Linked DNA regions of Drosophila melanogaster: region 2 is linked to region 1. A link is a contact called in public Hi-C data. All regions are on one chromosome and are shown on one strand. Each heading gives the region's core, a stretch centred on a gene start, on an enhancer-like site or on the middle of the called end of the contact. The rest is flanking DNA. Distances are from core to core; before and after follow the strand shown.

Region 1 (3,703 bases), core at 987-3,486:
ATACACTTTCCCAAGATCCCCAACGCGAACACCCCCCATGCCCCATGCCCCATGCCCCACTTGCCCCACTCCAGTTTCTTTGGCACTTTACTGCTCCGCTTTGCATGTGATTTTATTTTCGAGCGAACTTCATTTGCGAATTCCCAGTAAATGCAAAGCAAAATGGAAACAAAAAGAGAAATACACAAAATATAAGCAGCGATGTCGGCGGCAACAAAAAGTAATTGAATTCGCTTTAAAATCCTACGCCCTCCAACCCGCGGATTTTTCGCTCCTGAGTCGCTGGCTTTTTCATTGTCGTTGAGGTTTCTTCTCGTCGCGAGATTCCTCCGCATGGCAACTGGGTCCACTGGCTGCTTCACAAGTCTCCGCCATATGTATAATAAAATACATATTTATTTATTTTGTACTATATCGCAGTGACAACTTCGTGATCATGTCGTTAGCATGCGCGATTAGTGCTACTACTACTGCAATAAATAGATTCTGATTTTACATTTTATAGCTTTACTAGAAACATAAGAATTACACCTATAATATTGCTCCCATTTAAATGAAAAACTGAAATCTGGAAGTTAATCATTCCGTAGAGTATTCAGCTGCTTGCTTGACTCCTGTTCCCAACTCGCTTTTTGCACTAGCCCACAGTGCGTTCCCCATACGCCCCGTTGACCGCAATTCGTGTTGCTGTTGCTTTTGCTGCTTTGTTGTGACAATTTCTGCGTAATACATAATACCAACAGTGGGACAGCCAGCTAAGCCATGGCTCAAATGTTGTTGGCCAAGTTAGCTGAGAAGGTTACAAAAACTCATTTCGAGTGCCGGGCTACAAATGGTTTTTTAATAACGGGCCTTGACGAAGGGGCGCGGCCCATGTACGAAAATTATTCACTTACAGATAATAAGATTGGATTTGAATTGTTTGCACTTTTGCACATGGAAAAAATCCCAGTACAAATTGGCAATTCTTGTACAAGTTCATAATTGCTACCCAACCTTTTTTCGCTGTTTATTTGAATATTCACTTCTTGAGTTGTAGACCTATGATACCCCTACATTATTTCAAGTTGTCCGAATGAGCGGGCTTCACAATTTTAAATTAATCTAAATTTGTCATTAATCCATTCATTCGGTTTACGCAAATCTTGTTTCGTATTTATATATTGTCTTTGACTATTTTTAGACACAACGTTTTGCCTACAAATCTGTTATAAATGCAAATAAAATTCACTTTTCTGCTTCACATTTGAATACATTCATATGTATGTATCTCCTCTTGAGTTCTGCAAGTTTTCTCCTACATTTCTGGGCAGTGAATCCCCCGTTCATTAGCAGTCCCTTATTAGCCATTCAAACCACTGCGCGTTGTTGGCTTTCTTTCGCCCATCGCCATCCGTCTCTGGCCGGCAACATTTATCAACATTTTTACCCCGAACAAGTTATGTATTAGATCATTATCCGCATTTGGATTTCTGACGAAATTTCGCATTGTCTGCAGCGGCGCAGAAAAACTTCAGCTGCCACCGCCGGTTGGCTCCGCGTGGCAACTGGCAACTGGCGCGCAGCGGCAGCAGCAGCGGCGGAGTGAAAGAAAAACAAAAGTAAAAAGGTAAAGAGGGAAAGTTCAGCTCGACGAGCCCTCCAAATACTCGGTAGGCAGAAATGCACGGGGCTGTGTGTAGTTTACTCGGGATTCGGTCCCTAGGACAGCCTGCTGCTACTCATTGTCTGGGTGACTCATGGAACGCCTTGTCCTACCTACGGATACCCTCGAGGTGCACTGAGCGAAAAGCCTTCGTTTTGGGTATTAGGATATCACATTAAAGCCATGCTTATCTTATTCCATTTTTATTAACTTGACAGAAGTAAATTTAGGGTTTGTTTGTTCACGTTTATCCTTTCTTATTGATATAATATATGGAATTTTCTCAGTGTAGTCGTCCATGCGGATCCAGTCCCTCTTGCCTGACCCGAGTTCAGTATCTCAGTATCTGCCGTTTCAGTTTTGTATTTCCATTGAAAAATTTTGTTAGCTGGCTGCCGTCTCATGCGGGTCTCTTGGAATCTGAAGTTGAATCTTGAGTTCAAGTCACTCTTTTTGTATTTCATCATAGTCGTAAATACACAGCAAACAGCAAAAGTTGACGGAGTCGCTGAGTCTTTCGATCGGGGGAAAAATGATAATAATTATCTGCGGTTAATGCGAACGATCGTGTCAAACGTTAGACAGAATGTATTGATTACTCACTCACTCACTCACCTGATCCAATCGTACGATTTGAATGCGATAAATTGCCTGTGGCACGTGCGGCATGGAGTCGTGCATGAAAAGTGAGAAGAAAAAAAGTATCTATGTATCTATAAGTGTGCAAATTACCGTTAGGCGGCCAACGGTGCATACAAATCGAATCGCTGGGGCCATTATGATCCATCGAACACCCTATAATTTCGACGCCAGTGGCGGCCGCACTCATACATATCGTTTTCCGGCTAAAACACTTAATTTATAATTTCTCGATTCTCGTTAAAAAGCTGCAATTTTTGACTGTTTACCGCTTGCGGGTCGCATTTCCGGGAAGCAACTTGAATATTTTCCCTTCCATTTTTGGGAAAAGTGGTGAGAATATATGCACTGTTAATTGCTTGAATTGTTCAACAAGGTTTCCCATTTCTGTGTTTGATTAGGCGCAAACATATGACGCGACTGTACGTACAAATGTATGCACATACATACATATGGATACTCACAGGCGACTCGTTAGGTGATTAACACAAGGGAATTCCACGGAAATCGTTCAGGGTTGATATCAGTCGCTAAGGTCGAACAACGTTCGATAAGTTTGAAGTGATAGACGCTCGTCTGCAATCATTGTTCCAGCGAATTTCCCCATTTGCGGCCCACCCAAATCAAGTCGTATTATATGGGCGAGGGAATTCTGCCAAACTCCCCACTACAATTGCCGCAGGATTCCCGGAATTGATAATCATTGTTTCCGCCCAAGTCCTGGCCGTAGTGTACGTACATACGTACACACATACTCGTTGATTACATTTTGCGGCCTTGTTTTTGGTAATTTTCAATTCATCGCCGCCATAAACAATCTTGACTAAGTTCACATAAACATCGCAATCTTAATCGTTAGCGCGAATACTGAGTTTATGGTCAAAATAAGGCGTATTTTATGGGCGAGTGCGTGCTTGGCAGCCTTTAAATATCGAACAGATAAGGGGAACTTGGAATAATAAAATATGTCCGATTTCTAATTAAGGCAATCTCGCATTTCCCTGAATTCGCAATTGATTGTTGCGCAGAATATTATCTTCTTCTGGGTCATTAAAATATGGATTCCTAAACCGCCTGTACTATGTATGTAGCATTTGAATTCAAAGAATCTAAACATAAGTTCAAGCCAGTTGTTAAGGTATCTATCAAAAGTATCTATATACTGATTAAATGTACTCAGTGTAAAAACCCAGGAAGTTACTGGATTCATTATTACCTCACAACCATGACAGTTCATTATCGATCAATCAGAGGGCCTTATTGGCCAATCGGTGATCCAATTATTTCGCCATTGAGGGAAAAGCCACCTGCAGCAAAAAAAGAAACAGCGGTGACATACTCATACTCATCGCCGTGTTTCCGACTCCGGGTAACTACCAAGAATTCCTACCACTAACAGATGAGTCAGTACATAGTCTA
Region 2 (3,537 bases), core at 357-2,856, 1.0 Mb before region 1:
ATGAACCCAAAACAAAGCAGAGCAAAACACAACGAAATTGGTACGACAAAGATTGGCGGGGACAGAAGAGGGAAGAAGAACGACCCCGACCGAGTTCTAGAAAATCTCAGAAAGTAACAAAACAGCACAGGAAACGCATTTACACAAGGCGTTCGGGTTGCGATGGCGAATCGATTGGAGATGGCCCAAATCGCTGTTGATAAAAGAAGGATCGTTGTCAATTGTATCTGAATTGTAAATCAGAAAATCTTCAAAGCAGCTGGTAATCTACAGTGATCACTGGGCGAATGCGAATAAAAGTGAATTAGATCAGACTTGTAAGTCTTTAGGTAAACCCAAGAAGATTACTTTCGACTGCTCCAAACAATACAGTAACGAGCTAGAAAAACAAGGAAAAAAACATAAAATTATAATTGTTCAACCCTTCTGTTTGTTTAGGGTACAGTTGTACCTATTTATAAACAGTAAATTCTCGAGTTTTCAAAAAGGTTGCCCGAGCTGGTGTTTACGATAAAGTATAAAGTGTAAACTAGTGCAAAAACTAGTGCAATTTTATGATTAATTTAAACAATCTTCTTTTCTGTTGCTAGCAGCATGCTTTTGCATTTTTTAATCAAATAAATATCTGGCCGGGGTCCTTTCTAATTCCCGCTTCCGAGTAATCACTGCACACAATCAGTTCGACGCAAAATATAAAGCCCGGCGACAGCTTTTTTAATCAGTAAGCGTAGTTTTTTATTTCTTAGCTCTGCTGGCGACGCAAATCGAGCGTGAAACAAGACACATGGAGTAAATAGCATTCGATATGTTATGTTTCGTCTTTCCGTTCTGCTCGTATCCATATCCACATGCTTGTACGCCAAACCCCAAATACTGGACCCAGAGACACAACACAGATAGGAACAAATTTGAAACACGTTTTTAGATTTTGGTTTCGGTTTTGTTTTCGCCTCTTGTGTTTTTGCTTTCGGCGTAAATAAAACAGGCACTCACTAACTCACTCGAACCGGCAGTTCGTATATTAATGAGAAGCCCCAAGCGTGGTTTGCACGTCGATCAGTCTGTCAGTCTACAGTGATTAAGTTTAAAGAACATTGCCGTAATAATTTTGGTTTAAAATACACACAGAAACAAGAAAACAAACTCGTGTTTTATTCTTCCGCATCGCAGCGGCAACAGCAACAACAAATGCAATAACAATAACGATATCCACAACAATACCCATGAACACAGTCGCTGCCGACGCGAATCGAATGTTGTTGGGGAATTGTTTGAACAGTTGTGTCGCGATAAATAGGCTCGACTTTCGGACTTTTTGGCCGGGGGAAGGTCGTCGCGCATTGGAGTTGAAGGAAGTGTGCACACCTCTAGGCTTCAGAGGTTGATAAACCATTTCATCATTATCAGATTATTGTTTGCTCTTGCAAATACAGTGGTTATTGACCAGGGGAATATACAGAATAGTATTCCGCAGAAAGAGAATATGAAAGCAAAGTTAAGGTCGAGGGGATATGTACAAGCGAATTTGTAGTATTGCACAAACTGAAAAAATATCTTAGATTTTCTACATTTTTCACTCTTATTTTATTTATGTCTTTGGCGAGCATCAACATTACACTTTTACACCAACTGCTGGCCGTGACTGTGGAGAGCAGACTGTGGCGCAGAGCTAAATAAGAAATGAGATAATAATAACAAAAGCGTAGAAACGTAGAAGTTAATGCAAGCAAATAACAACAATGCGCGCGGACGTCGAAAAGAACAAACACACATACACAAACACGCTCATAAACAAACGCCAAAGGAGGCGAAGACCAGGAGGGGGAAAAGGCAAGAATAAAATGTTTTGTTGCATTGCAACAAACAGCAACAGCAACAATGCAAGTGATGCGCCGCCAGAAAGAGATAGATGCACGAGCAAGAGGAAGCGCAGCAGGAAAAAGGCAGCACCAACACACTGTCACTCACTCACACAGGCATACATACAGTCACGTACGCGATTCTAAACAAGTTGATGAACTCTACGGCATCGGTGGAAGAAGAAGAATGAGCAGCAAAACTAAACAATTTGTTTCTGGTGCTTTTGTTCGCTTGTATACTGAGTTAACATTTATTTGCTGCAGATATGTATATCTTGTAGCATACGTACATAGGCTAGGTATGTGTATGTTTCTGTTGCACTTAGATTTACTTAATATTCCACTAGTATTAATACTTTATATTGCTTCTTTTCGCACAGTTCACACGCACGCACACACACTAGCAGCAGCAGTAGTAGTGTATTCTCTCTGAACGCGACGGGAAGTGAACGCGAACAAGCGCCAAACTGTTGTTTATCCGGCGAGTGTTAAGAACTGAATGAGAATGAACCAGCATGGCGAAGAAGAATTTTACAAGACGCGGAACGAGGAACGGAAACGAACGGGAACGGAACGAACGAACCAAGCCGACAAAAGCGGCCAGCCGAAAAAACTCACTCAACCAGTTTTAGCCAGCGGGAGAGCGAGAGAGACAAAGAACCAGCGAACGGGACCGAGAGAGAGCGGGAAATCTAGTTTCTGCAGAACGCCACGGGGAATGGATTGGCAATTGGAACGGGTGTTTGTATGCATGTACATACCTACATACATGCGGCGATGAGACTGACCTCTGACAACCTCCTACACTCGCACACGTACATATGTATGCGGCATATGTACTCGAACAGAACATAAATTGCGCGAGGGAGCAGTGCACTCCAAGTATTCCGGGCTCTGTATGTACATATGCGAGTGGGAGTGAGCTGCACTTACAAAGAGAGCGGCAAAGGAGACGGCGGCGATGAAGTCGGAGAAGAAGAAGCACGAACGAAGAACGAAGCGCAGCAGAAGAGCCCGAAAAAGGGCTACAAAGAGCGGAAGCAGTGGAAACCGCGCCACTGGTCGTGGGGTAACTTGTACTATCTAGCCATTTTTTGGGGGCTAAGCCCCATGCATAGAACCAGTGCAGTGAGTCAAAAGATTATCATCCGCGTTTATTTTCGGGTTTGTTTCGCAATAAACGATTATTTGTATTCGCATAAACTCTGATTTCGCACAAGTGTCATCAATTGAATGGGAACCAGAACTGGAAATGATTACAGGTCTCGTTTTTTTTTTTAATATGGGCTTCCAAAATTTTCATTCTTTTGAGTTTCGGAACATTTTGTTTTCCAATGAATTTTGGAATTTGTATAATTAAAAATCAGAAAGGAAGCTAGTTTCAGCTAGACGAAACCATTGTTTATATTTAAAAAATCACTGGCGTATGCCGAATTAGAATGCATTATATTATCACTTTTTTGATATGATAAAGTAGTCCGATTTTAATTAAATTAAAACTAAAATTACATATTTTCAAATAGTTTGTGTATACCAAATTAGAACACCGTATGATTCAAAACCACCAAGGTAAATTTGTTTTCACACCCACTTTTAAGCCAAACTTGACTCGTAATATGTGTGTTTCGTACAGAGAACGAAAGACCCAATGATCAAGACCAGAAATCATTGGCTTTGT

The links. A called contact is a pair of places that touch in the nucleus more often than the background predicts.
Region 2: a contact with region 1 is called in a Hi-C map of the Kc167 cell line, with 2.8 times the contacts expected there. The contact joins the promoter of lncRNA:CR44977 here to the promoter of lncRNA:CR44478 in region 1. A contact is called at or near these places in 5 of 107 Hi-C or Micro-C datasets (the Kc167 cell line, the S2 cell line, cellular blastoderm embryo and 1 more).

What each region holds. Positions count from the first base shown.
Region 1 is chr2L:18,143,631-18,147,333 of dm6, reverse strand. lncRNA:CR44478 (long non-coding RNA:CR44478) reads right to left here and starts at 2,236. Exons shown (of 1, transcript NR_124351.1): 1 at 1,835-2,236. All of the region lies in intron 1 of Socs36E (Suppressor of cytokine signaling at 36E), which reads left to right.
Region 2 is chr2L:19,157,368-19,160,904 of dm6, reverse strand. It overlaps lncRNA:CR44977 (long non-coding RNA:CR44977), which reads left to right and starts at 1,606. Exons shown (of 2, transcript NR_124379.1): 1 at 1,606-2,158; 2 at 2,240-3,037. The region is part of intron 2 of brat (brain tumor); the gene reads right to left.